2 separate regions of the Mus musculus genome follow, and region 1 is linked to region 2. Evidence: chromatin contacts called from public ChIA-PET data. All regions are on one chromosome and are shown on one strand. The core of a region is the stretch at or near the end of the contact, and the rest is flanking DNA. Distances in the headings are between cores, read along the strand shown.

What was found. ChIA-PET counts read pairs in DNA pulled down with a chosen protein or histone mark.
Region 1: a contact with region 2 is called in an RNA polymerase II ChIA-PET map of memory CD8 T cells, with 73 read pairs. The contact joins two enhancer-like sites. A contact is called at or near these places in 4 of 39 promoter capture datasets (the C10 cell line, HPC-7-derived erythroid cells, neutrophils and 1 more), 1 of 484 Hi-C or Micro-C datasets (the HPC-7 cell line), 2 of 115 datasets of contacts at active chromatin or transcription factors (CD8 T cells and memory CD8 T cells) and 2 of 9 other capture datasets (adipose tissue and liver).

What each region holds. Positions count from the first base shown.
Region 1 is chr2:58,181,476-58,188,203 of GRCm38.p6, forward strand. It overlaps a transcript of Cytip not described here. Among named protein-coding and RNA genes, the nearest start is that of Gm13546, 21 kb to the left of the region's middle. Within about 2 kb of position 2,411, at least 74 of the 459 cell types and tissues checked have an H3K27ac peak or open chromatin away from gene starts, as enhancers often do. A contact at or near this core is called in CD8 T cells and memory CD8 T cells, where this site is marked.
Region 2 is chr2:58,103,041-58,110,147 of GRCm38.p6, forward strand. It overlaps the pseudogene Gm13534. Among named protein-coding and RNA genes, the nearest start is that of Cytip, 54 kb to the right of the region's middle. Within about 2 kb of position 4,236, at least 26 of the 459 cell types and tissues checked have an H3K27ac peak or open chromatin away from gene starts, as enhancers often do. A contact at or near this core is called in CD8 T cells and memory CD8 T cells, where this site is marked.

The DNA.
Region 1 (6,728 bases), core at 1,161-3,660, 77 kb after region 2:
AGCCACAAAGTCCAGGAGAAAAATGTACTCTGACAATCCATCTGAGTGAAGAACTAATATATGCTGCATGACAGACCTCTCCTACAAGTAACCAGGAAACAGACCCCTGGCTGTAGTGTGCACACACCTAGCCATTGGAAAGTAAAAAAATGACATTGTCTTTGTTGATCTGACAGATGTTTTCCAAATATAGTTAAGCATGAGCATATTAAGTTCTTTTTCAGCTTTATATCTGACTCAAGTCCTTATTACAGGTACTTACCGATTGCTAGTCTTAACTCAACTTAAGCCAGAATAGAAACGTGAGAACAGCCCATGGAGTTTACATGTTCAAATTAAGACTCCTAAGAAGGAAGAGAGATGGTGTTTTACACACACACACACACACACACACACACACACACACACACACACACACACACAAAGTGTGGGCAGGGAGATTTTCAGGGGCCAGGCTGATGTGCAGGTTATCATTTTAAGTGATAGGATGTAACTGTATCAACATCTCTGAAAGCAGAGAAAATTGGCATAGGCTGGGAGATCCAATGAGACAGAGGATGAAGAACTTAGCCAAGAAGTCAGAAGGATAAGAAAGACAAGGTAAGCTAAAACAGAAATGAATACTGGAATAGGTATGTGACTATGCCATTTCATCTACCTGTGTACTTTCCCTACTCTCAACTGATGCTGCAAGTCTGGTCCAGGAGATGCTCTTTAATGGGAAGCCTCACCTGGTATTGGAGAGCTACTCTTGATGTGAGAAGACCAAGAGTGATAGCAGTTCTTCATGATCTACTCTGGGAGGCATCTATGATAAGTAAGGTCAATTTTAATGTCGACACAAACTAATGTTCACTTTTAGTGTTCATCTTTTCTACTTTTTCTGTTCCTGCTGATATAAAGACTTTCAAACATCAGATGGCACTGGGCAGTTTAAGAATGCTTCTGTATGAAGGGTTATAGATGTTCTCATGGATTGAGATTCCAAAGGTGTGTGTTCTTTACAAGTTCAATCTAGCACATCCTTTTATTACCCCAAGAAGTCTTGAGATGAAAACATAACTATATGTGCCTTTCCTGGCAAGCACCACCAGTTGTCGCTAATGGGATCTTAGACTCTGCTCAGGGCTTTTTGTAAGAGCTACACATCTTCTGTTTTAAGCCAGCTCAGTACAGAAAGGTGCCTCCTTTAAAATTGTATTCGATAGTTATATTCCCTAGACATTAATTGAAATGTACTGTTGATAAAACTGAAAAATGAAAGTCTAAAGCATGGAGAAATGAGCCTGAGATGAAAGCCTACTTGGTCATAAGACATATTTCAAAGATAGTGCCATCATTATATCCCATTCTTCTTGCCATCCTAATGTGGTAGGGTTTGAGACATTCTCTCCACTGAAATCTGGCTAAGCCCACAGTAACGAAGCATTGTAAGATTTACAGGCAAACTATAGAAAGTTTCTTTCTGACATCTTTGCATGTCAATCACTGTGTTCTGATGAAACTAGGTACTCAACAGAAATACAGCATTTAGATACCAGCCATAGCACTTCCTGAGGTACTAACTGAGAACAAGATCAAGTACACCATGTGAGCAATAGAGCTGTTATATAATGGCAGCCTTGGACTCTGAGCCACCTCAACTATTCCTTAGTGAAGATAATGTATGTTCACTGAGCCCAGGCTAAACAGATCTGTGGACAAAATGAATATGGTTGGTTATGTAAGCCATTAAGCCTTGAGCTCATTTCTTACTAAGCACAATTACTAGAAGCGTGTGTATATATATATATATATCTTCTAGACTTCAAACAACTTAAGGTCAATTCAAGGAGATAGGCATATTTACAAATGACTATTAGATGGCAAGAAATAACTTAAGTGCCTTGAGAAAGCCATAAGCAGAAATAAATGTAAATGATACATGGACACTGAGATAAACAGAGGTGAGATAAAGGAAAAGACTGAATAATGCTATAAGTTCTCTATTAGGGCAGCATGCAATGGAGATACTGTTTCTGTATGCCTCCATATTTACATCTGTATAAAAATAATAACATTTCCCGGTATTATTTAATTTAAATTATTATAGAAATACTTGAGACAATAATAAGCACACAATACATTTTACTAGAAATACTCAAGTAACCCAGAGGTACAGATTATTGGCATGATATGGACTTGGTTTAGGAAGAAAGGCATCCTTTTGCATCCTTAGATCAAAGACATAAAAACCCAAAGCATTCACAGGTGTCCTTGCAAAGGGAGACAAATTATGGTTTTGAAAGCAATATGCTAACTTCTGCATTTTCCAAATGCCAAAAGACCACTGTGAGCAGTACACTTAGCCACCCATCCCACTTCCCCAGCTTGCTTCCCTTTCTTCACTGTTTTCATTGGGTGTGACAAAGTTGTCTGCGTATTACAGATGACTGGTCAACCACAGACCAAGGAGATCTGTGCTTACAATAGCCGTGTGCCTAACACTTACCTTTCCCCAAGTTTAAAAAAAAACACAGTAGTTTCAAGTGTGTCAAAAGAGCACAGATCTTCTCATTTCTTTTTACATGTAGTTTTCCCCAGTCAAATTCTATAGAGTGGGAAAGGTCACTTATAAAACAGAGTGGGGCCGTTTATTTTCTTACCCAAAGTATCTTCTGCTTCTTATAAATTTTGTTTAAAGATAAACAAAACAATGTCCTATCTAGAAATATGGCATGTTGGAGTTTAAGGGAGAGGAAAACAGTGGAGTTACCCAGGACATTCCCCAATATGAGAATGAAACCATGGTAACTGCATCACTGAAGGCCACTTGAGTTTCATTATTTCAGGTCAGTAGCATCACAGCACTGCTTGTACTCAAAGAGTGAAGTTCCTTTGTGACTCCGGCTTCTCCTGTTGTTTCCTGTTTGATGTAACCTACCCTTGTAACTTAGAAACACATGCAGTGTTATTTTGGTCCTCTCGGAGTGGCTTGGCTTGACTTTGTGCTTGGTGACCCAAGTGTTTCATCTCATGCAAATATATCTCTGCTTCATTCTCTAACCAATACCAACTCCTCAGCTGTAACATAATTACTGTAACAATGAATGTTTTCATGTGAGAACTTTCTAGAGGACAGGGGAATTGTGCAGAGTGTGGTCAAGGGATTGCTTTCTGAATTTCATTAGCTTAGCCACTGAAACCCCCTTTGGTATAAAATGGAGGTGATATTAAATAAACGAAGAGATTTACTAATAACAAAATCTCCCTGGTCTGTCTCTGTGTAGTGAATATAAATGAATGTGTGTGGGAATTATAACAACTATGGAGAGGGCCAAGCAAATCACACACTCAACATTCTCAATGACACAGGGGAATGATTGCATAGGGGCTTGAAGAGTCCTTAATTAGCTCTATATAAAGTTATTGAAGGGGGGAAATCACCTACAAGGATCCTGGGATACTTGGAAAGCAGTTAATTTCATCAGTAGATAAATTGTTCCTAGAATTTGTATGATACACCATCAACCCCAGGCTTCCCAGTCATTTTCCTCTCATTTGGAAGAAAAAAAACACGGCAGGAAACAGAGAGGCAACTACCTTGATATCCTTGAAGTACCATTTAATCATAGGTCATCAGTTCAAGGCAACTTCAACTAGAAGGCCGCTGAGTGTGGCATCACTTCAGTAAACCAAGAAATAAAGGCCCCATGGCCTACATTGTGGTTAAACACCTCTTGAGTTTTTAGGCTCTCAGTTCACTGGGATGTTACAGTGCCTCTTCTTTTCTGTGACAAGAGATAACCAAAGTCCTGTCCTAACTTCACCTCATCATGCAAGCTTTCTGCAGCCAGGGGACTGTAAATGCTGCACATTGTCAGCAAGATAATAGAAATTTAAGGTGTTCCTTTCTCCAGTGTTTGACAAAAATATGGCCTGGCTGCTTTGGGGGATATCTGTTCTGTGATCTGGGAGTTTCTGGAATCCCAGCGTATACCACTAAAGGAGAGCCTAGAAGCAGAATGCCTCTTAGTTTTAAATTCTTCTCTTTTTGGTTCTAGGTAACTGCTCCAAGGAATGTTCCCTGACTACTCTTTCCAAAAGCCACCTTCAAGTGACCTTCTTATATGCTACATTGTCATAGCACAGACGGTTTTCCTGCCATGATAGGTTGGCTCTCTGACTATCTATTTACACTAGTATTCTATTTATTTGAGGGTCAAAAATCTCTTCCTTGGTTTTCATTCTTAGCTCTCTGTAAACAGAGTGACCACAAATGGTTGCTTGTTCTCCCTAGCTCTCAAGTCCTCTGATCTTCTCTGCTAAATGAATATATGAATGCTAGAGCTAGAACCAATGATGGCAGTGTACACATCAGAAATTAACGGCAGCATGAATCACCAAAAGGTAAAACACAGATAGAAGACATGGTAAGAGAATACGTGAGGCTGATACAGCTCCAGACTTGTGAACCCTTCATGGCTCCAGGAACAACCGAGTCCACCTAATCATATTTCAGTTTTGATGAGCATTGTTTAATTCTGACAGTAACTTTGATACCTACAAAACTAAAACCAAAATTCCAGTAGAAATATGCCCCAATGACCACTGTGAGGGATGTGAAGTTCCCAGAAATAAACATAACACCATTTACATTTGAAAATTTGGCATTGGTGATAATTTTATGGTGGCAGCCAAAACTGCCTTCAGAGAGAAGGAAGAGATGGGAGAAGATGAGCGTGGAGGAGTGTGAAGCCACAGGCATCTCCTTTTTGGCTTAGCACAGCGAAGCAGAGCAATGTCTGTGCTGTGATGATTAATGCCCCAAGACTCAATGACAGCTTGTTTGCATAGACCAACTCCTCATCCTGAGTGGGGGACCCAACACAGTCTCCTGCGCCTGAGTGGAAAGAAAATGTTCTTTCTATGAAAATAATTCAGCGATGACTCGATGGAAAATAAAATGTAAATACTTTGTTCCTGAAAAGTCAATTAGGTGTAAATACCTATTTGTTTTAATTTTCAGAAATGTACTCATGTCTTCTAAAAAAGAAAATGAAAGAAAACACCATTCTTCTCCATGTGAACTAATTTTTTGTTTGTTTGTTTGTTTGTTTTGGTGTTTTGAGACAGGGTTTCTCTGTGTAGCCCTGGCTGTCCTGGAACTCACTGTGTAGACCAGGCTGGCCTTGAACTCAGAAATCCACCTGCCTCTGCCTCCCAAGTGCTGAGATTAAAGGCGTGCGCCACCACTGCCTAGCCCATGTGAACTATTTAAGTCTTCACTCACTGTTGGTCTTTGTGCTTTTGAGTGGTGGCAAATAGGTTCTTATAAAGGAACAGGATTGTGCACCAGAGTAATTTGAAAAGTTAAGTAGAAGCCAAAGATAGAAACTTCAGTGTATTGACTGTGGATGTGTTTTAATGAGGACATGTATATAAGGTCCTGACTCTGGGAAGCTTTGCTGAGACCAGATAAGCAGGTGAAAGAAAAAATAAAGACCATAAACTCTCCTGGGTGTGGAGCATTGCCTGTAGGCAAGCAGAGGAGAGAGTGTTCATGCCCCTGGGGAAGGAAAGGTTTGAATGAAATACGAGGCTCTCCCAGTCCTGTGAGATGCTTTAGAAAGTCCAACAGGTAGTAAAGCTGAAAACTTCCAGACATCTAGACGATGGTAAGTAAGGCAAGAGCAAACAGACAAATTACATTTGCTTTTGCTGTTTACCCCAGCCCCAAATTTATAATTTAACATAAATGAGAAAGTTTGTCAGTGGCAAAAACAGAGAGAAAATGCTAGACTGAATCCCAAGACTCATTCTTTTAAAAATATCTGATCTAGAGTATTTCAGAGACAAAGTTGAAAATTGATATAATCTATTAAAACCTGTTTGTCTGAGAACTGAACTGTCTGAAGAGCACTCTGTCTTTTCTCAACATACTCCCCACATAGAGAAGTGCTGGTCATTCCTGCAGTCAAGCTGTGTGCTGGTCATTTCTGCAGTCATGCTGTGTGCTGCCCTGCTTTGAGTAGCTAGCCAATATTCTGTGGAGTTTATTTACTCTAAGCACCTGCCTAGCTCTGTTTTGGCTTCAGATGTGTGATCGCCTGCTGCACCTCTCACCATGCATGGCAATCTGACCTTTCTTCTCTAACTCATTTACTACCCCGTTTCTTTCTTCTCCCAACTTTATCTGAATTAAGTCCTACGTCCCGTGGTTATCTCTGTGTTTGCTATAAACAATTTGCAAAATACACATGATCCTACCCTCACTCTGTCTAACTTGCCAGCTTCAACTTCTGGTGGTTTCTGGTTCTCCTAACCTACTTTAAAAGCCAACTCGAGTTATGAACACAGACGTTTTCTAAGAAAATGGAATTGCAGGGACTACCTTTTTTTTTTTTTTCTGTGTAACAGTCATTGTAGAATTGCATCACTCAGAACGGTTAAATGTAATGTACAGTTCTTGGTAACATGGAAGGTACAGTGTGCTTTCTGTCTAGGATCAGGTTTCCGGGAAGGGAAGGGCTCTCTGCACCTTCTGAGCTCCTGCCCAGTCACCTCAGAATGAAACACAGTCAGAGCTGTATGTAGTGGTGGCCATTCCTATTTCCAGCACTCAGAGGGCAGAGGATGATGGCTCTCTATGAGTGAAACGCCAGTGCGGTCTACACACTGGGACACCATCTCCAACAAACAAAAAAGTAAATAAAATATTTGCAGCAAGTAGAGGATCAATCAAATAA
Region 2 (7,107 bases), core at 2,986-5,485:
TTTTAATTAAAACAAGGTCAAAAAAGCCTTAGACAAACTGTTTAAGAGAGGGAGGGAGAGAGAGAAAACACCCAAGTTAACAAATTTGGAAATTAGAAGAAGTATAAGAATAGATTCCAGCAAAATACAAAGGGATATTTATTAATATATTCAAAGTTTATATTCTAAAACCCTAGAGAACCTAGCAGAAATGGATAAGAGGCTAGATAATCAGAGCCACCAAAATGAAAATGAAGGTGATACAAACCACTTAAAGAGATCTGTAACAAGAAATAGGACTGAAAAAAAGAAAGTCTATGAGTCTGGATTCACTGCTGAATTCCACTGGACGTTTAAAGAAGAAAGCAAAGTGCTTTTAAAGCTGATCGATAAAACCAAAGAGAAATGACACTACCTAACTCATTCTATAAACCCAGTATTACCCAACACCAAAACCATATAAGGACCCACAACAAAAAGTGTATCAGCAAGTAATCCTGATAAACAAATACAAAAATTGCTTAACAAAGTACATGCAAACCAAATTCAAATTTAATAATACACTAAAAAGATCCTATGTCAAGGCCTATTTTGTTTCATTCAAGGGATACAAGGATAGTTTAAAATATACAAATCAATTAATATGACTTATTACATAAACAGATGTAAGGACAGAAATTATACAATCACTTAAAATGATTCAGAAGAGGCCTTTCACAAACTTCAGCATCCCTTCTTGACAACATATAGCATGAACATACCTTAACATGGTAGATTAAAAATCCACAGTGAATGCAAGAAAGCCTGAAAGTATGTTCTCTAAAAAATCTAATAGACAAGGGAGTTTAGTTTCTGACTCTTAGTAATTGCAGTGCTTGAAGTCTTATGTAGAGGCATAAAGCAAGGCAGAAAGGGGCAATATGTGGTATTAGTTGTAGCAGTGTTTCTTTTATGAATTTGGGTTCTGTTGTGCTTGCTGCATAAATGTTTAGAATTTTAATAGCTTCAGTGTATTTTTTCACTGATGTCTATATAATCTCCTTCCTTCCTTCTGATTAGTTTTTTTTTTTTATGAAGTCTATTTTGTCACATATAAAAATGGATACACCAACTGGAATCTTAGGTCTTGTTGCTTAGAATACCATCTTCCACCCTTTGTCCTGAACTAAAAAACTGGACATCAAGAAAACAAATAACCTAATTAAAATTGAGTACAGATTTAAACAGACAGTTCTCAAAAGATAAGACATAAATGGCTGAGAAACACTTATAATTGTTAAACACCCTTAGTTATCAGAAAAATGCAAATCAAGCCACTTTGAGGTTTCATCTTGTACAAGTCAAAGTGGCCAAATTCAATAAAACAGATGACACATCACACTGGTGAGAATATAGGGTGTGGACAACATGTATCCATTGCTGGTGGGAGTGCAAACTTGAACAGCCACTATGGAAATCAGTGTAGTGGTTTCTCAGATATATGGGAATCAATTCACCTTAAGACCCAGCTGCACCACTCTTTGGCACATATCCAAAGGACACTCTATCCTATTACAAGGACACTTGCTCAACCATGATCATTGCTGCTCAATTCACAATACCAAGAAATTGAAAACAGCCTAGATACCTATCAACAGGTGAATGGATAATGAAATGTGGTCCATTTACACAACACAATTATTATTTAGGTGTTTTACAAAGTGAAATAAAATTTTCAGGTAAATGGGTGGAGTTAGAAAAAGACACCAGAGTGAAATAATCCAGACCCCAAGAGAGACAAATATGGCACGTATTTGCTACAATCCCTATAACCACAGAGGTTAGGTATAGAGCAAGGAACTCAGGGGGAGAAAGGCATTTCCCATGTAAGAGAAAATATGATATATAGTTATGGAGAGGTGGGGAAGGCAGATGGGAACATAGGATTAAAAGGAGAAGGGGAGGGAAGAGGAAAGTAAACAAGGAAATATAGGGAGAGAGCAAATGAGGACCAACTGAGGGGCCATATAGAAACTTAGTGCAGTGGAAGCTTCTTTTTCTGTTGTTTGTTTGTTTGTTTGTTGTTTTGTTTGCTTATTTTGTTTTGTTTTTGAGACAGGGTTTCTCTGTAGCCTTAGCTGTCCTGGAACTTGCTCTGTGCATCAGACTGGTCTCAAACTCGGGGATTTGCCTGTCTCTACCTCCTGAGTGCCAAGATTAAAGGTGTGCACCACCACAGCCAGCTTTAAGTTCTTTAATACTGATTACATCATATTGCGTTGTTAACCAAAGGAGCTCCATGGAAACCCCACACAACTCAAGCTATTCCCAAATCTATCTCTTTCTCACCACAAACTGATAAACTTCAGCTCCTGTTGCTGAAGACATCACCTACATATACCATTGACAATGGAGAAGTCAAGCTGGTGCCTAGAGCCTTCACCCCTACTGAATAGTGTTCACACTACTGGAAGGTAAATACCAGCCCAGCTATAAACACTTCAATTACAATTGAGACCTGACTATATGACACACAGGTGCAATAGTGGTACAAAAGTTGGGGATATAACCAACCACTACCTGATTGCATTTAAGGCCCACTCAATACAATGCAACCACTGCCAAACACTGCTTGGGTTTCCAAGAACCTGGGACCATATAGGCAATGGAACTAGAGGAAAATCAAATAATATTACTGTGCTTAAGAAATGTATAGTGACTGATATTTAGCTGTACCCATAGATCAGTGTCTTGATCAGCCACCATCAGAGGGTTCCTGTCACACACTGAGATTGTAAATGAAGCCACAAAACCACCATGAGAACTCTACAACAATGATCAGGAGTCAAGTTTCCCCCCTCCCCCCAAGGGAATGTTTAGTGTTGTTGACATTTTCTTCTACTCCCTCAGTAGTGTTAGCTCTTATTGTGGATGGCCTTGGTGCTGTTTGCATTTTGATGTTAATTCTTCTTTCCCAGGAGAAGTTGTCGGGATCAAGGAATGAGTCACTTACTCAGGTGACTTCTTGTGAACCTTCCTCTAATGAATAAAGAAACCAATCACTGGTGAGTAGGCAGGACTTCTGGGTTGGAAAGAGGAAATGAAGAGGCAGGATAGCGATAGGGGCTTTTTGGATGGGCACAGCAAGCAGACAAGATGTAGATACTAGTGATCCCTGATTTAGATAGTGAATCTGCCAGGATTCTCCACTGGAGGATTTAGATTTAATATGGCTTATAAGACTAGGATTCTAGTTGGTGCGCCCAGTAAGTGAGTTACCATTGATTCTGAACTAAATTTGTGTGGTGATTTCCTTCACACGGTGGCTCTACTGGGTTCCAGATTGAAAGGTATAGAATGTGACAAAGCATGGGTTTGCCAGAAGTACACCCCAAAAGGCCATGGGAATTTTGAAGCATGAGGATGGCGTGGTAGTGACCCGTCAGTGGGAATTTAGCAAGTTGGGTAGAAAGATTTCAGAGCTCTGAGTCAGGTCTCTACAAGATGAGAATAGGCAGGCCATGCCTTCCAGTGCCTGGCTGGCCAGCCTGCCTGTGCCTTGCTGGAATAGCATGGATTGGTTTTTTAATATTTTCTGCAACAGCTCTCACCCTTAATCCATGTCGGGGCACATAAAGAAATTAACATTTTTGTGTGTGTGTGCAGCCAGTTACAAACTATAGTTCCTTGAACACTGTGGGACAAGAAGACTGTTTGGCCAGGGGTTTAGGCCAATAGATCCAGGTGATCACACACTGGGTGTTTGGCATCCCAGGGTAGCCCTAAGCCTTTCTCAGGGTGAGCTTTTAAGCACAAAACCCATGTTCTGGGTTGGCATAGTTGAGTTAACAAGAACGGTTAGCCAAAAGTTGAACTAGGGAAACCAAAACACAAGGTTAGAACACTTTGAGACTTGCACAGTACTATTTGGACTTGAATGAATTAGGCCTTTGTTTTAGTTTTGGCAGGCAATGCTGCCTACATGCTGAGTTTTATAGCCTGAACGGTACCTAATACCTGTATGATGAGTAAGCTGTACTAAACTCTGGAGACCTGATAAGGTCTGGGGCTCTGTAACATTGACCTTCCATCTTAAGTCTTCTGGAAAATCTTTTGGAGGGTGTGGTCCTCTGTCACTGAGGCCTATTGGGCAGCATCTCTGGAGCTTGGTGCTCGGAAATCTGTATTTGAGACACTGGGGTTTCCTTAAAGGTGAAGCTTGGACAGCTGAGCTCGTCTCTGGGCCAGCCAGTTTCATGTATGACTCTATACCCACATCCTGTCTTAACCAATGGATCTGTCTAGTTTATAAGCAGATTAAGCGGGCAGCATGCTGTGGGAAGGAAACGACAGTCAGCTCTTCAAATTCAGCTCACTGAGACTAGACTCTCAGCCACAGCCATCGTCCGTGTTCTTCATACTTTTTACTTAAAAGGAACATCAGTATTTTCTTCAATCTCATTTTTCTTTTCATGACACAAATGACAGTTGGTATGGTAAAGCACTCTCTTTATAAAAAGAGACTGTATTTTCTGGTAAACTCTTTTCTTCCTCATTTTCTCTCTCTAAAATAGGGATACAGTTGGGAGGCAACAACCCATTTAAGTAACTTCTGGACAATTTAAGAAAAAATAATTACAAAATGTCATCCTGCACATGAAGAAAGAGCAATCATCTCTTCATTGTCCTCTGTACATCGGTGTCCTGAGAGTTGGTTATCATGTGTTGATTAGTGTCACGTTAGTGTCGCAAAGCAAGGAGAGTTCTTTACACTGCTTACCTGAGAAGTTTACCATAAGCAGTGATCCCATACAACTCCAGGCCTAAGTAGGGCATTTCAGCACTGAATCATATTCTGTCATGCGTAAGTACCAGATTTTAAAAAATCAACTCATCTGTTGATGAACACTAAAGATGCTTTCATGCGGCAGATATTGTACTAATGAATTTGGGGATGCTGGCATATTATTGGTAAACTGATTTATCAGTTGTTCTAGGCAGTGACTCAGCTATCAGACTGAGCTGTAAGATAACTAACTCCTCCGGGGTCAGCCAAATGCTATGGCCGCTAACGCAGAGCCGAGGCGGCGGCCAGGAGTTGGGGTCGGCGTGGTGGTGCTGAGCTGCGAGCATCCTCGCTGCGTCCTTCTGGGGAAAAGGAAAGGATCGTTTGGAGCCGGCAGTTTCCAGCTTCCTGGGGGCCATTTGGAATTCGGTGAGACCTGGGAAGAATGTGCTCAGAGAGAAACCTGGGAAGAAGCTGGGCTTCACCTGAAAAATGTGCGCTTTGCCTCTGTGGTAAATTCTTTTGTTGAGAAGGAGAATTACCATTATGTTACCATATTAATGAAAGGAGAGGTGGATATGACTCATGATTCGGAGCCGAGGAATATGGAGCCTGAAAAGAATGAAAGTTGGGAGTGGGTTCCATGGGAAGAATTCCCTCCCTTAGACCAGCTTTTCTGGGCTCTCCGCTGTCTAAAAGAGCAAGGTTATGACCCATTTAAAGAGGACCTGAACCACCTGGAAGGGTACCGAGGAGAGCACCTTGAAAGGACCACGAAGACTCCTTGATTAAAAACAAAGTCTTCAGGAAATGAAAACTTCTGTTTCAGGACAACTCGATTTTATCCATAGAGCCACGTGGTCACCAGTTTATCTGCAGTCTCCTGATATAACTCAAGAACCTTAAGAAACTCTTCCTGGGGTGTGCCGCTGAATTGTCCTGGTGGCATAGAATAAGGTGTGTAAGGAGCTTGCAGTTCATTATCTGCACTTCTGCATGGCTTCCGCTGTCCGCTGCATGGAGGCGAGCGTAATAGATTGCCTTGTGCTAGTTCAAACAGAGGTCGGAACTCAAATATGGCCATTCAAGTTCAAAAGCAAGGCGCCTACTGCCAAGTTCATCAAGCTTGATGTTTTCCTTTTCCCTTTCAGCCACTTGAAAAGAACTTTTAAATGACAATTCATGTAACTAGAGAGCTTATGAAAAGCAGTAGGCTACATTCCCCTGGTGTCTGAGAGACCCCGTGTAAGTGTGAGAGTAAGCTGTGGCTCCCGCCACTAACGGCCAGGTCCTCTGCATCTCCCTTTCACAGCCTGAGACTGGGGTCCTTGTGTGCTGGGATCACACAGGGCAATGCATCGAATCACCTACTGGGGGGAAGGGGGGTCCCCAGAGGTCAGGAACTCCAGAACATCACAGCCAAAGGTTGGTTGGCTGCTTTCTCCCCCTAGCAAATTGTAAGCTTTTACTGTAAGAGATTGAACAGTGAAATGTCTCCTAGGACTGCATTGTGTGCTGCCTGCTGTCAAAGCAGAGGGTGTTCTGGCTTGAGAGAGGACTTTGGGTTTAAGAGAATCGTGTTCTTGGCCTGAGGACCGCATCGTGCTTAGCTAACGTTAAGAGCTAAAGCTTCTGACCAGCCCATTCATGCCGATCAGCAGCCAGGCTTGGGTTGCATGGACCCTCATCTTTCTCTGGTCAGGCACAGCATAGCTTTCTGCTGATGTAGTTTCTGTTACTGAGCAGTGACTGGCCCTTCTGCTGTGCAGGCCCCTGCTGAGCTCTTCATGTGAGGTGGTTTCTCACCAGTGCCATCTCTGTCCTGCACAGGTGCCATGTGGGTCCTTTACTTGTGGTTCCTGTTCTTTACCCAGTATTCCTGTTTCACATGGGTCAATTTTTGATCAGGGCAAAAACATCAAAGATAGTTGGAGAGTGCTGGCCGCACCTCCGGTGCACAGCCCAGGCAGATGGTTGATGTCAGCTGTGCCTGCACAGCCCAGTTTTTTATAATGGCCAGATATCACTAATTTCTTCATTTAATCTCATATATCTCAGGCTGGCTTCCAGGTCACTTTGTAGCTAAGGATAACCTTGAACTTCCAGTCTTGCCTCAGCTGCCCTGATGCGGATTTAAGCTACATCGCCCACCCCTCTCTAAGCGTGCACAGTAGTTGCCCGTGTGTGGCTGGTTAGTTTCCTGGGTTACTTTGTTTCAGTACTTAGGGTTGAACTTGGGGCTTGGCACATGACAGGCAAGTGCCATAACAGACTAAATGCAGAGGCAGTTAGAGAAGCCAGCTTCCTTCTGTCAGGTCAGACATTGAAGAGATTTGCCAAAATCTAAAATGACTTTCTCACTG